Regions from separate parts of the Sus scrofa genome. Here regions 1 and 3 are each linked to region 2. The links are chromatin contacts, called in public HiChIP or PLAC-seq and promoter capture Hi-C maps. All regions are on one chromosome and are shown on one strand. The core of a region is the stretch at or near the end of the contact, and the rest is flanking DNA. Distances in the headings are between cores, read along the strand shown. Region 1 overlaps PRKG1 (protein kinase, cGMP-dependent, type I). Region 2 holds the start of PRKG1 (protein kinase, cGMP-dependent, type I). Region 3 holds the start of DKK1 (dickkopf WNT signaling pathway inhibitor 1).

Region 1 (3,625 bases), core at 596-3,095, 1.2 Mb after region 2:
TGTGGTTCTGGCCTAGGCTGGCGGCTTCAGCTCCAATTCAACCCCTCACCTGGGAACTTCCATACACTGCGGGTACAGCCCTAGAAAGCAAAAAAAAAAAAAAAAAAAAAAAAAAAAAGGAAAAGAAAAAAGAAATTGCTTCCAAGAATGCAAAAGGAACTGTTAGTTTGGAACCATAGATAACTTTTCTGATCATTTTTCAATATATCTTCTTAGATTCTTTTCTAACATGAGATCAGCAGGCTCAGAATGGAAGCTTGAATTTTCATTGCAAAGGACTCACGCATGAGACAGAGATGATAATGAGTCTCAGAAGCTGTGGCAGCTGAACCCTTAGCAAACAGGTTCCTAGACTTTGGATCCTTTTGGGAACCAGTAGACAGCTATAAATAATGCCAGGGAAATAAGGGTGCTAATTTTCACATGGATTTTGCAAGATCCTCAATCAATTTGCACTGGCAGAGCAAAGACTTTTGCTATAAAAATTTTAATTCAAGAGTCATAGAATACCCAAATTAGAGAAACACCATTCATTCATTCATTCATTCATTCATTTATATTGAGGTATAGTTCATTTACAATATTATGTTTCAGGAGTACAGTCAAGTGAGTCAGTTATACATACATATATACCTATTTTCTTCAGATTCTTTTCCCTTATAGGTTACTGCGAAATATTGCATATAGTTCCCTGTGATAAATAGTAGGTCCTTGTTGATTATCTATTTTATATATAGTAGTGTGTATATGTTAATCCCAAACTCCTAATTTATTCTTCCCTCCCCTCTTTCCCCTTCAGTAACCGTAAGTTTGTCTTCTAGATCTATGGGTCTATTTCTATTTTGTGTACAAGTCCATTTGTATAATTTCTTTCTAGATTCTACATATAATTGATATCATATGACATTTGTCTTTTTCTGTCTGGCTTACTTCACTTAGTATGACAATCTATAGATCTATCCCTGTTGCTGCAAATGGCATTATTTCATTCTTTTTTACGGCTAAGTACTATTCTAGTGTATAAATATGCCACATCTTCCTTAACCATTCCTCAGTCAATGGACATTTAGGATGTATCCATGTCTTGGCTGGTGTAAGTACTGCTGCTATGAACATTGGGGTGCATGTATGTTTTCAAATTATGGTTTTCTCTGGGTATATGCTCAGGAGTGGGATTGCAAGATCATATGGTAGTTCTGTTTTTAGTTTTTTTCAGGAACTTCTGTTCTCCATAGTGGCTGTACCAGTTTACATTCCCACCAACAGTGTAGGAGTATTCCTTTTTCTCCACACCCTCTCTAGACACTTTTTTACTAAAACTGAAATTATATATTTTTTCATCTTCACTTTTAAGCATTAGTTTAGTTCTAGGATTAGGTGCAGTTGGCAAAGGCAGGTCTATGGACCACCTTTGATGGGTTTTTATTCTTCCCATGGCTGGAATTAGATACGTTTCTGATGCCATTTCTTCCATGACCCCTAGAAAAAATTGAACCTTTGACCTTTATGTGGTTGTAGGTTTTTTTTTTTTTAGATCACTTTGCAGTCCTGCTATGAGAATAAAATATATTGAAATGTCTCTAAATTTTCAATATAGTTTTGTTTAAACCCAGTTACTGTGTAAGTATTTACACAATACTTCTCAAAACTCTTCAGTTTTCGCAAATGAAAGCTTTTCTTCCTAGGCAGACAGTTCCTTTTAACAAGTGAGTTCAGATGCTGCCCTGAAGTGAATTTAATAGCCTGGAGATCCTGTTTCACTTTCTGAGAGAACAGATCCTATAAACTGCATTCTATGTGCCATTCCACTTCCTGTCCTCAATGATGGTGATGCAGAAAAACAGCTGGTGTGTGGGAACTGTTCAGAGCTGTGTTTCTCAAACCACAGGTCATGGAAGGGTGGTTATGTAGGCTCTGTTTCTCTTTCTTCCAAAATAGTACCCAAGGCTCTTCTGACCTTGTCTTCTTCCACCTCTGAATTGTAAGCCTACTGGGGAGTAAGTTTATCCTACTTCCTTTTGTTGTATTTATTTTTAATTGGAGAGGAATAAATGCATATCCTGAAAGAGGCTAGTGTTCCCTTGAGAGATCTGTTAGAAATCTCTCTTGGTTATAAGGTTATCATTCAGGAATCTTCTATTCTAGGGAGCACAGCAAACTGCATCACTCTGATTTTTATATTTTGATACCCTTTATTTTGACCTTACCCCTAAATAGTATACAGGGAGATTTAATTATTTGGTAGCATTTACTTAGGGTTACAATTACTCAAATGCCAAGGATTAAACAATATACAGTGGATTGAAAAATATGCTGCCTAAATTATACTGGGTAGGAGAAGGTAGAAACAAATTTCATTAGAGGCTTGAGGCAGCTGAGTCAGATGCACTGTCTGGGAGGCACCCTAGGCCTCCCTGACTTGTTGATTGTACAGATATCACCTCAAAAGGTATTTTAATAACGACCATTTGCTTGTCCTTCTCTTCATCCTTGACTCTGAGCTGTAATTTGCATGAAGAATGAAATGGCTGTTCTGCTTCTCATTTCACTGGCTTCCCTTAGGAAATTCATCATTTAGAAAAACAAGTTGTTTTCATAAAAATAGGAGTAAGGAGGGAATCTTAACTACTGACACCCATCAGAGGGTTTGCCCTTTCGCCTGGCATGGGCATAACAAGGATAAGACAGTTAATAAATACTGAATCCAAATAATTTTTATTTTAAAGTGACACAGAGACAACAGAAAGGACAGACAGAAATTATTAGATTTTTTAGGCTGCTTCTTCTTTTTTTTTTTTAAGTTGTGCTTAAATCTGACCTAATTCCTTTTTGATTGAGCACAAAGATCCTCAATTGTGTGAAGAGTTGTAATGCAAAATCTTCAGTCATAGCAACTGAGGCAGTGTTCTGTGAACCTAAATAAAAGTCTCAGGTTTAGAACAATTTGGATTTGATTTTACTCTTCTTTGATTTTATAATTCTATGTTCATTACTCTTGGAAATATTTTTAATGCAAAATTAAGGTAATTACTCAGGATTCTTAAATTTAAAAAATTATAAGGATTGGGATGCTTTTTCTGGGTGAATCCTTCTTTTGGTATCTTTCAAGTATTTGATGAGTAAAGAAGCTGTTATCATTTTCAGGTCCTCCCATGAAATGCCGTTGGTCTTTATGAGTCTTATCATCACTAATTAATATTTTAAATTTTTTAACCAAATATGGTTTAATGCTAGTAATTCAATTTCCCAAGAGCCTCTTCAGTAAAGTGTAAGAGATAATATTACCCGTTTGTGTTTAACCATAATAAAATTCAACAGAAGTTAGGGAAGCTATGTATAAAAGGCAAATGACAGCTCATCTATTTAAGATGAAACAAGGGAGTTCCCTAGTGTCCCAGTGGGTTAAGGATCCAGTATTGTCACTGCTGTGGTTCATGTCGCTGCTGTGGGTAGAGTTTGATCCCTGGCCTGGGAACTTCTTCATTCTGTGGGCATAGCCACAAAATTTTTTTAAAAAAATTTAAAATGAAACAAAAATGGAAAAAGGAAAAAGAAAGAAGCATGACCACTTGAGGGCTTTTTTTCCATAGTGAGCTTTTCTATGAGGAATCTTTTTTTCTGTGTT
Region 2 (3,548 bases), core at 70-2,569:
ATGTGTGACTGGGTCACCTTGCCATACAGTAGAAAATTGACAGAACACTGCAAATCAGCTATAATGGAAAAATAAAAATCATTATAAAATGTTTTAAAAAGTACAGTGGTTGTACATTGATCTTTCTTCTTAAAAATTATTATTTCTACAAAATCACTTTGATATCTTACTTTGCACCTATGTTTTTCCTTTGAAAAAAGATGCATTAATTTGTGGATCATTACCTGAAGAAATGCTCCTCCTATATACCCAAACTCTTAAACAGTGGTTTATATTATGAAAATGCTCCTTGTGACATATATTAAAAAATTAAGTGCAGGAATCACAAATACTCTCGGTTCCAGTGTGGATAAAAATCCCTTTAGCAGAGGCTGTGGTGATGGATGAATAGGTGAGGGACAAATGAGAATGGCAGACCCTATTTCTCCCTAAAACTGGAATTGTAGGATGAGCTAGTAGTTTAACACTGGTGGCCCTCACTTCACAACCAAACAGAATGGTACTGCGATATAATTTGTATGCTCAATATACAAATTTTAACTATAGCCAAAGAAATAAAATCCAAAGTCTAAGAAGTTTACAATCAATTCATGGCCTTCTTCTCGGTAAACGTTTGACTCATTATGCATATTCACCCAACTTCCCCACCAACAATTTTAGTTTACTATTTCCACTACCATTTTATGCTGAAAAAAACCTAGACCTGCTAGTGCCCTGTCATTCTCATTACTTAGGGTCACAACCACGGGGCTTCACATTAAGAAACACATACTCACACATACCCTCCCTCACCATCCAGAGCAGATAAGAAAAGGTGAAGACGATGAATTCATGCAGGTTATTGTCTAAAGGCAGTTTAAGACTTATGAAATCTCTCTCTCTCTCTCTCACTCACACACACACACACACACACACACACACACACACCCCACAAAGTCTTTAGGCTCCAGTTACAAGCGCTGCGTCATCTGCCAGATCACATGGTAATTGTTGCTATTTCAAGGATCAAGTGGCATAAAGCTCCCCCCCTACCCCACCCCACCCCTTTCCTTTGGTACCATATAGCGTGGAAGAGTGATTATTGTGTGATGGGGTGAGACCAGGCTCACTGGTCCAACCCTCCCAGCTAGAAACCAGGCTCTCGGTGGGGTGGCCTGCGCCGTGTTCTCACGAAGTGATTGGGAAAGGGGGACGGGGGAGGGGGGGTCTCAGGGGAGGAAGGGCAGCTCTAATTGGTTTCTCAATGAAAGATAATCACCTATTCCCCGGAGAGGCTGGGGATTAGCACTCTGCCTCTCCTCTCCATCGCTTTTAGACTTCTCATCCTCCCCTCGGTGCTTTCAGTCCATTCAGCAGAAGTGGATCGAAGAAATCGGCTTCTCGCTGCGCATTAGGGGCAGCACTCCGCTGCGCTCGAGTACTTAGCGCCCATTCACTCACTCACTCCGCGCTCGCCTCTCCCGGCTGCCGTCCCAGCCGCCGCCGCCGCCCGAGAAAAAGTTTTGCAGAGGGGCTCAGGGAAAAAATGAGTGAGCTGGAGGAAGACTTTGCCAAGATTCTCATGCTCAAGGAGGAGAGGATCAAAGAGCTGGAGAAGCGGCTGTCAGAGAAGGAGGAAGAAATCCAGGAGCTGAAGAGGAAGCTCCATAAATGTCAGTCGGTGCTGCCCGTGCCCTCGACCCACATCGGCCCCCGGACCACCCGGGCACAGGGCATCTCGGCCGAGCCGCAGACGTACAGGTCCTTCCACGACCTCCGACAGGCATTCCGGAAGTTCACCAAATCCGAAAGGTAGGCGCCGAGGCGGGCAGGAGCGTGGCCACTGCTCTGAGCCGGCGGGCCCGGTGGCCGTCCAGGCGGCGGCTCAGGGGCTGGGGGTTCCTGGCGGCGGCGGCGGCGGCGGGGGGGGCGGCTCCGGGCACGGCGCCCCTTGCTGTCCGCAGCGCGCCGAGTGGGGGTGGCCCTCGCGGGCGGGGAATGGGAAGTGTTTATTTTTATTTCTGCCCATCACGTGCCGTGCTTGTCTCCGCCGGGCTGGGAAAGGCAAGCTCCTCGGAGAGACGCGCCCCTGCGGAGTGGGGGTGGGGAGAAGGAGCGTGGAAAGTTTTCTCGCGCCGGCTAACTTGGTCACTCTGCACGCCGTCGCGCGGTCTTTTCTTCACGCACCCCTGTGGGGCGCCCACTCAGGCACACAACCCGGCCCATCTCCGGGCCTGGAGACCTTCCTGGAGGTGACCCCCCCACCAAGACCCAGGCCACAGGGCATGCTCAGTGCGCCGCGGGAGCCTCCTGGGAGTGGCGACAGGAGGTTGAGCAGGGTTAGGTTCAATTTAGGGACAGAACTTGTCCAGAGCAGGAGCCCTGCTGGGAAGGCGCGGAGGGGGTGGGCAAAGGGAGGCGGGGCTGGGGTGCGTCTCCACTGTAGGGATCAGCCTCTGAGGGTCATTTTCCAGGCAGCAAGTGATGTCAGCAGGAAATTGTAAAGAACGCCCCCCCGCCCTTTCTGGATGTTCCTTTGCTCAGTTTGTGTCCCTTCCAGAAGTGCCACATCTTGGGCTGCCCTGGGCTTGGAGGTGGCTAGATGACCTTGCACCTGAAGCAGGTTGGGGGTTACTGGTCAGCCCAAGGTGGATAATAATGCCCCCGCCTGATTTGTCTTCCTCCTGAGACTCTCCTTGGAAAAGTTGGGATAAAGAGGGCGGGGAGCTATTTCTCTGGGCGCTTCCAGGCTCCTTCCTTTCCTCCTCCGGCACGTCGAGAGCCAAATCCTGCCAGTTCAAAGTTGTGTGTCGCTCTTTCGGGGTGTGTAGAGGGGGCCGGGCGATTTTGGCCACAAGTAGGAAGCTTTTGCTCTGCACTCGCTGCCTTCACCGGAGAAGACTGATCGATTAGCTGCAGCATTAAAGCGCCTCTGGACATTAGGGAGAGGAAGTGCAGACTCCAAAGCCCATTACTGGCTTTTAGTCTCTGGAAGTGCGTGGCCGAGAGTGCATTTCGCAGGATATTGAATATTCCATTAGGCTTGCCTTCATGCCCGCCTGCCTCTTACCCCTTCCCTCTTGGTGTCTGAGTTTGGGGCCCTCAGGGGACCCCTAAATTAGTCGCTCCCCCTAAGCTCTCTGACTTTGAAGCCAGTGCTTATAAAGACCATGTCTTCTTGTCCTGACCATCTAGGCCAGTTGGAGGGTTCTCAGTGTTCCCCACTCCTCCAGCGCACCCAGTCCCTGTCTTGCGTACTGATTACAGTGTTTGTGTGCTCGGTAGGGGAGGAGGGAGCAAAGGAGACTGGGTAGGGGTAAGGAGCTAGAGGCTGGGAGTGGGTTGGGGGCAGAGAACCAGGAATCAGGCAGATAGGATTCACCTTGGGAACTGGTGGCTCTCACTGAACCATCTCAAAGAACAACACTCAGATTTCCTGAGCTTTACTCCACTTATAAAATGACACTGTCCACATGGTACCTTTTGGCCTCGGGCTGCCTCGAAAGTCCCTGTCAGATGGAACAAAGGCATTCTTCCTTCTCTCAGGCCAAGAAGGCAATCAGAGCTAA
Region 3 (3,577 bases), core at 1,035-3,534, 1.3 Mb after region 2:
ATTTTTCTACCACACTGAAGGTGCTCAGCCCATTGATCACTGACATTGTTATCAATATTCTGCAAGTGATAGTATGGCACCTAAAATCCCCTATACCTTTACCTTTTACCCAGTAATACCTCCATTTATCCAAATTTCCTGTTGGCAGAGGGTCATGGCACATCGGCCCAAAGGAGGCCTGGATCATTGCCGATTCTCAATAAAATGGTGTACTGACTTGTTCATTTCTCAAGCTCACTTTTAAAAAGCCAATATAAATAACCTCCCCCTTTGTTTCCAAATTGCAATTTCTTCCAAAGATTTCTAGAACAGTAGCCAAATCTAGGTCATTGTACATGTTCATAACAAAAATCTAAAGAAATATGTGGGAGGTGATCCATATTAGAATTTCACACAGGAATTATCAGCAAGCCAGAGGAAATTTCACAGGATAGGCAGAAGTTGGGATAGGAGGGTTACCAGTATAAATAGAGATATTATAAAATAATTGTTTAGAAGATATTAACGTGACCTCTGAAACCCAAGCAATTAGGACACAGACCATTACAAACTTGTTTGTAAAGTTAACCCTCACCCTCAACTTTAGGATTGTTACACTATTTCAAGGACGTCACTGGCTCCAATTGGTAGTCCCAGTCATGAGTACAGGAGGTCGATGTATAGAGTGAGTACAAATACACTGGAGAGTAAGGAGCACAAAATAAATATATCCCAGTCTTCTTTATACAACTGATGAGTGATTATTCAATCATCTCTTCTAAATTCACATAGCAGTTCTCCATCTTGATACTTATAATATCAGATGGCTTTAAAAAGAATTGTGTATATCTCTTGTCTTTTATTATTAATACAATTAGAGTATTTGTATTTCATGCAACTCCTGCCCCCTCCAGAGGGCAACAACAACCCAGAGGGGTAGCCCACCGCCTGGGCACTAGGCTTCCAACGTTTTTGGTGTAAGTAGGATAGCCCTCTTAGCCACTAGCCCTACTTTGTTATTTTCACATCCTAACTTAAATGACGATACAAATCACTTTCTGCTTCACTTTCAGCTTCTCCTTTCGTAAGCTAGTCTCTTATCTCCCTAGACCGGGTATTCCCTGGTCCCAGACCCGTCTGAGTTGGGATCAAACATAGGCGTTCTCTTTTTCAAGCGCTGTAATATGAAATACTAATGAGGAAGTCAGGCGCTAAGCCTTGAGGGTTTCTTATCTCCCCGGGTTAACCCACCACTGAGAAGGGGGAACCAGGGAAGGACCACTGACCCAGCCATTGGACCCTGTCCGCTTTCACTCTGGCCACTTTGATCTCGCGCGTCTGCCTAATCAAGTTCATCTACTGCCGCGACTGCTCAGATTCAAAGAACAACATTAAATAGCTTGATTATCGGATGGTCATTTCCCTCTCCTCTCCACCCCTGATCTAATTTCCAAACACCAGTCTCTCGCCTCTCTCTCTCTAAACTTCCCATCAAAAGAGAATTAGTTCTTCTTCCTTCTTACCCTCGTTTGATGTGCAAATGTCCTTCTCTTTGCACATTTTTCTCCTGGTGAGGGGAGGGAGGGGGAAAAGTAATTGAACGAACTTAAAGCCTCGATCTCACTCCAAATCTTCAAACCGTGACTCTAAAGGGTTAATCAGCAACTTGCAACGGCCACCTGGCCCTCTTGCAGAGACATTTTGATAGACTTTGAATTACTTATCCGGTGGTATTTAATACTGAATATTATTTGCATGCACAATAAAAAAGAGTACTGGCATAAGGCAGAATGGAGAAAAGTGGTTTTGCAGGGAGTTATCACAATGTCTGTCTGAAAAGTGGTCCCGATCTCAATACTCCAACCCTTACTGCAAGGCGAGAGCACCCAAATACCCAAAGTTCCTCCCACTTCCCACATTTATTAATGTCCTCTCTGCTAACGCTGAATACTGTCAACCCGAAGGTGAGCTGGGCAGGGGAACGACTGTGCAAGGGAGGGGCGGGGTGAAGAGTGTCAAAGGCTCCCCTTCATGTACACAAACACACTCCCTCCCAGCCCCTCCCAACGCTTTGAAATCCCAACCCTGCTTTGTTGTCTCCCCCGGAGGGGCCGGAATGCTCAGAGCCCGCAGTATAAAGGCAGCCGCGGTGGCGGTGGCGGTGCAGAGCCCCGCAGTCAGGACTCTGCGGCTGGTAGAGGCTCTTGGAACCCTGACTACAGCTGCGCCAGCACGGCTTCCTGGGGACCAGGCTTGCAAGCTGACATTCCACTTTTCTCTTTCTCTGCCTTGAGTCCTTTGGAAATGAGGGCTCTGGCTGCAGCGGGTGCTGCCCGGGTCTTGGTCACCCTGGCAGCTGCGGCTCTTTGCGGTCACCCTCTGCTGGGAGCGAGCGCCACTTTAAACTCGGTTCTCGTCAATTCCAACGCCATCAAGAACCTGCCCCCACCGCTGGGCGGCGCTGCGGGGCACCCGGCAGTCAGCGCGGCTCCCGGAATTCTGTTCGAGGGTGGCAACAAGTACCAAACGATTGACAACTATCAGGTGAGAAGGGTCTCGAGGGTCTGGAGACGCTGTGAGCCTGAAGGGGGTCTCATTTGGGAAAGAGAATGCAGGACTTGCTATGTGTGTATCTGTGTATTCAAGGCACATTAAGAAACTGCTCTGGGGAGCAGTGGGCAGCAACAGCTTTTGGAGAGGTGGGCAGAAAGGGACTGTGATGAGTCCGAATGTGGTACCCAGGTGCCTCACCCTCTCCTGCCCTCTTCCCGCAGCCATACCCGTGCGCCGATGACGAAGAATGCAGCAGTGACGAGTACTGCGCGAGTCCCACCCGCGGAGGAAGTGCAGGCGCACAAATCTGCCTAGCCTGCAGAAAGCGCCGAAAACGCTGCATGCGGCACGCTATGTGCTGCCCTGGGAATTACTGCAAAAACGGTGAGTCGAAGAGCTCTCTCTCGGACTATAATCCTCCAGCGCTTGCGCACAGTGGTTGGGAGGCCGTGCTCCCAGCTCTCAGAATGCCGCGGCACCACCTGCAAAAGGGAATTCAGCGTTCGAGTTTCCCCTGAAATGTTTTCTGGTTTAGTGTTCAACCTGGAGGCAAAGAGGAGACTACCGCGTTCTTGGAGATCTTTATTCTCCTTTGTGCTCCCCGATTAATTAACGAGGTCTTACCTCAGAGCGGACCCTTCCATAAAAAATTAGCTAGGGAAAGCCTTGACACCATCTAAGAAGATGGAGAGGGAGGTGGAATTAAACAGAGAAATCAAGGAAACCAGAATGAGCATTTAGGTGCCCCTTCCATTTCTTACGGTGCCTCTCTCAGCTCTTCCAGACTGGCGTCTCCCTCAAGATTCATGTTCAAATTGTCAGAAGACAGTTATGTATCTGTGCTGGCCACTCTTGAAGATCTTGATACCCTTGCATCCCAGCCTCTCCATCCTTCTCTCCCCTACCTCTGACTACATTAAAATAAGTACTCCTCCACCCAGCCACAGATCCACTAGAATTTAATGTCTCAAACAAGTAGACTCAACCAAAGAAGTCTCCAGAAATAACCTTAAGGGTGGCGACCCTCCTTAGGACCCAGCATTAC

What was found. Promoter capture Hi-C pulls out the DNA fragments that hold promoters and counts their contacts. HiChIP or PLAC-seq counts read pairs in DNA pulled down with a chosen protein or histone mark.
Region 1: a contact with region 2 is called in a promoter capture Hi-C map of fetal skeletal muscle, with 12 times the contacts expected there. The contact joins the enhancer-like site here to the promoter of PRKG1 in region 2. A contact is called at or near these places in 3 of 5 promoter capture datasets (fetal liver, fetal skeletal muscle and liver), 14 of 47 Hi-C or Micro-C datasets (alveolar macrophages, brain, embryonic fibroblasts and 9 more) and 1 of 2 datasets of contacts at active chromatin or transcription factors (skeletal muscle).
Region 3: an H3K27ac HiChIP or PLAC-seq map of skeletal muscle shows a contact between it and region 2, with 7 times the contacts expected there. The contact joins the promoter of DKK1 here to the promoter of PRKG1 in region 2. A contact is called at or near these places in 1 of 47 Hi-C or Micro-C datasets (embryonic fibroblasts) and 1 of 2 datasets of contacts at active chromatin or transcription factors (skeletal muscle).

What each region holds. Positions count from the first base shown.
Region 1 is chr14:97,638,506-97,642,130 of Sscrofa11.1, reverse strand. The region is part of intron 9 of PRKG1 (protein kinase, cGMP-dependent, type I); the gene reads left to right. Among named protein-coding and RNA genes, the nearest start is that of DKK1, 150 kb to the right of the region's middle. Within about 2 kb of position 1,845, at least 5 of the 83 cell types and tissues checked have an H3K27ac peak or open chromatin away from gene starts, as enhancers often do. A contact at or near this core is called in fetal skeletal muscle, where this site is marked.
Region 2 is chr14:98,790,851-98,794,398 of Sscrofa11.1, reverse strand. It overlaps PRKG1 (protein kinase, cGMP-dependent, type I), which reads left to right and starts at 1,319. Exons shown (of 18, transcript NM_001044574.2): 1 at 1,319-1,791. The coding sequence starts at 1,526.
Region 3 is chr14:97,488,825-97,492,401 of Sscrofa11.1, reverse strand. DKK1 (dickkopf WNT signaling pathway inhibitor 1) reads left to right here and starts at 2,284. Exons shown (of 4, transcript NM_001145384.1): 1 at 2,284-2,523; 2 at 2,754-2,916. The coding sequence starts at 2,284.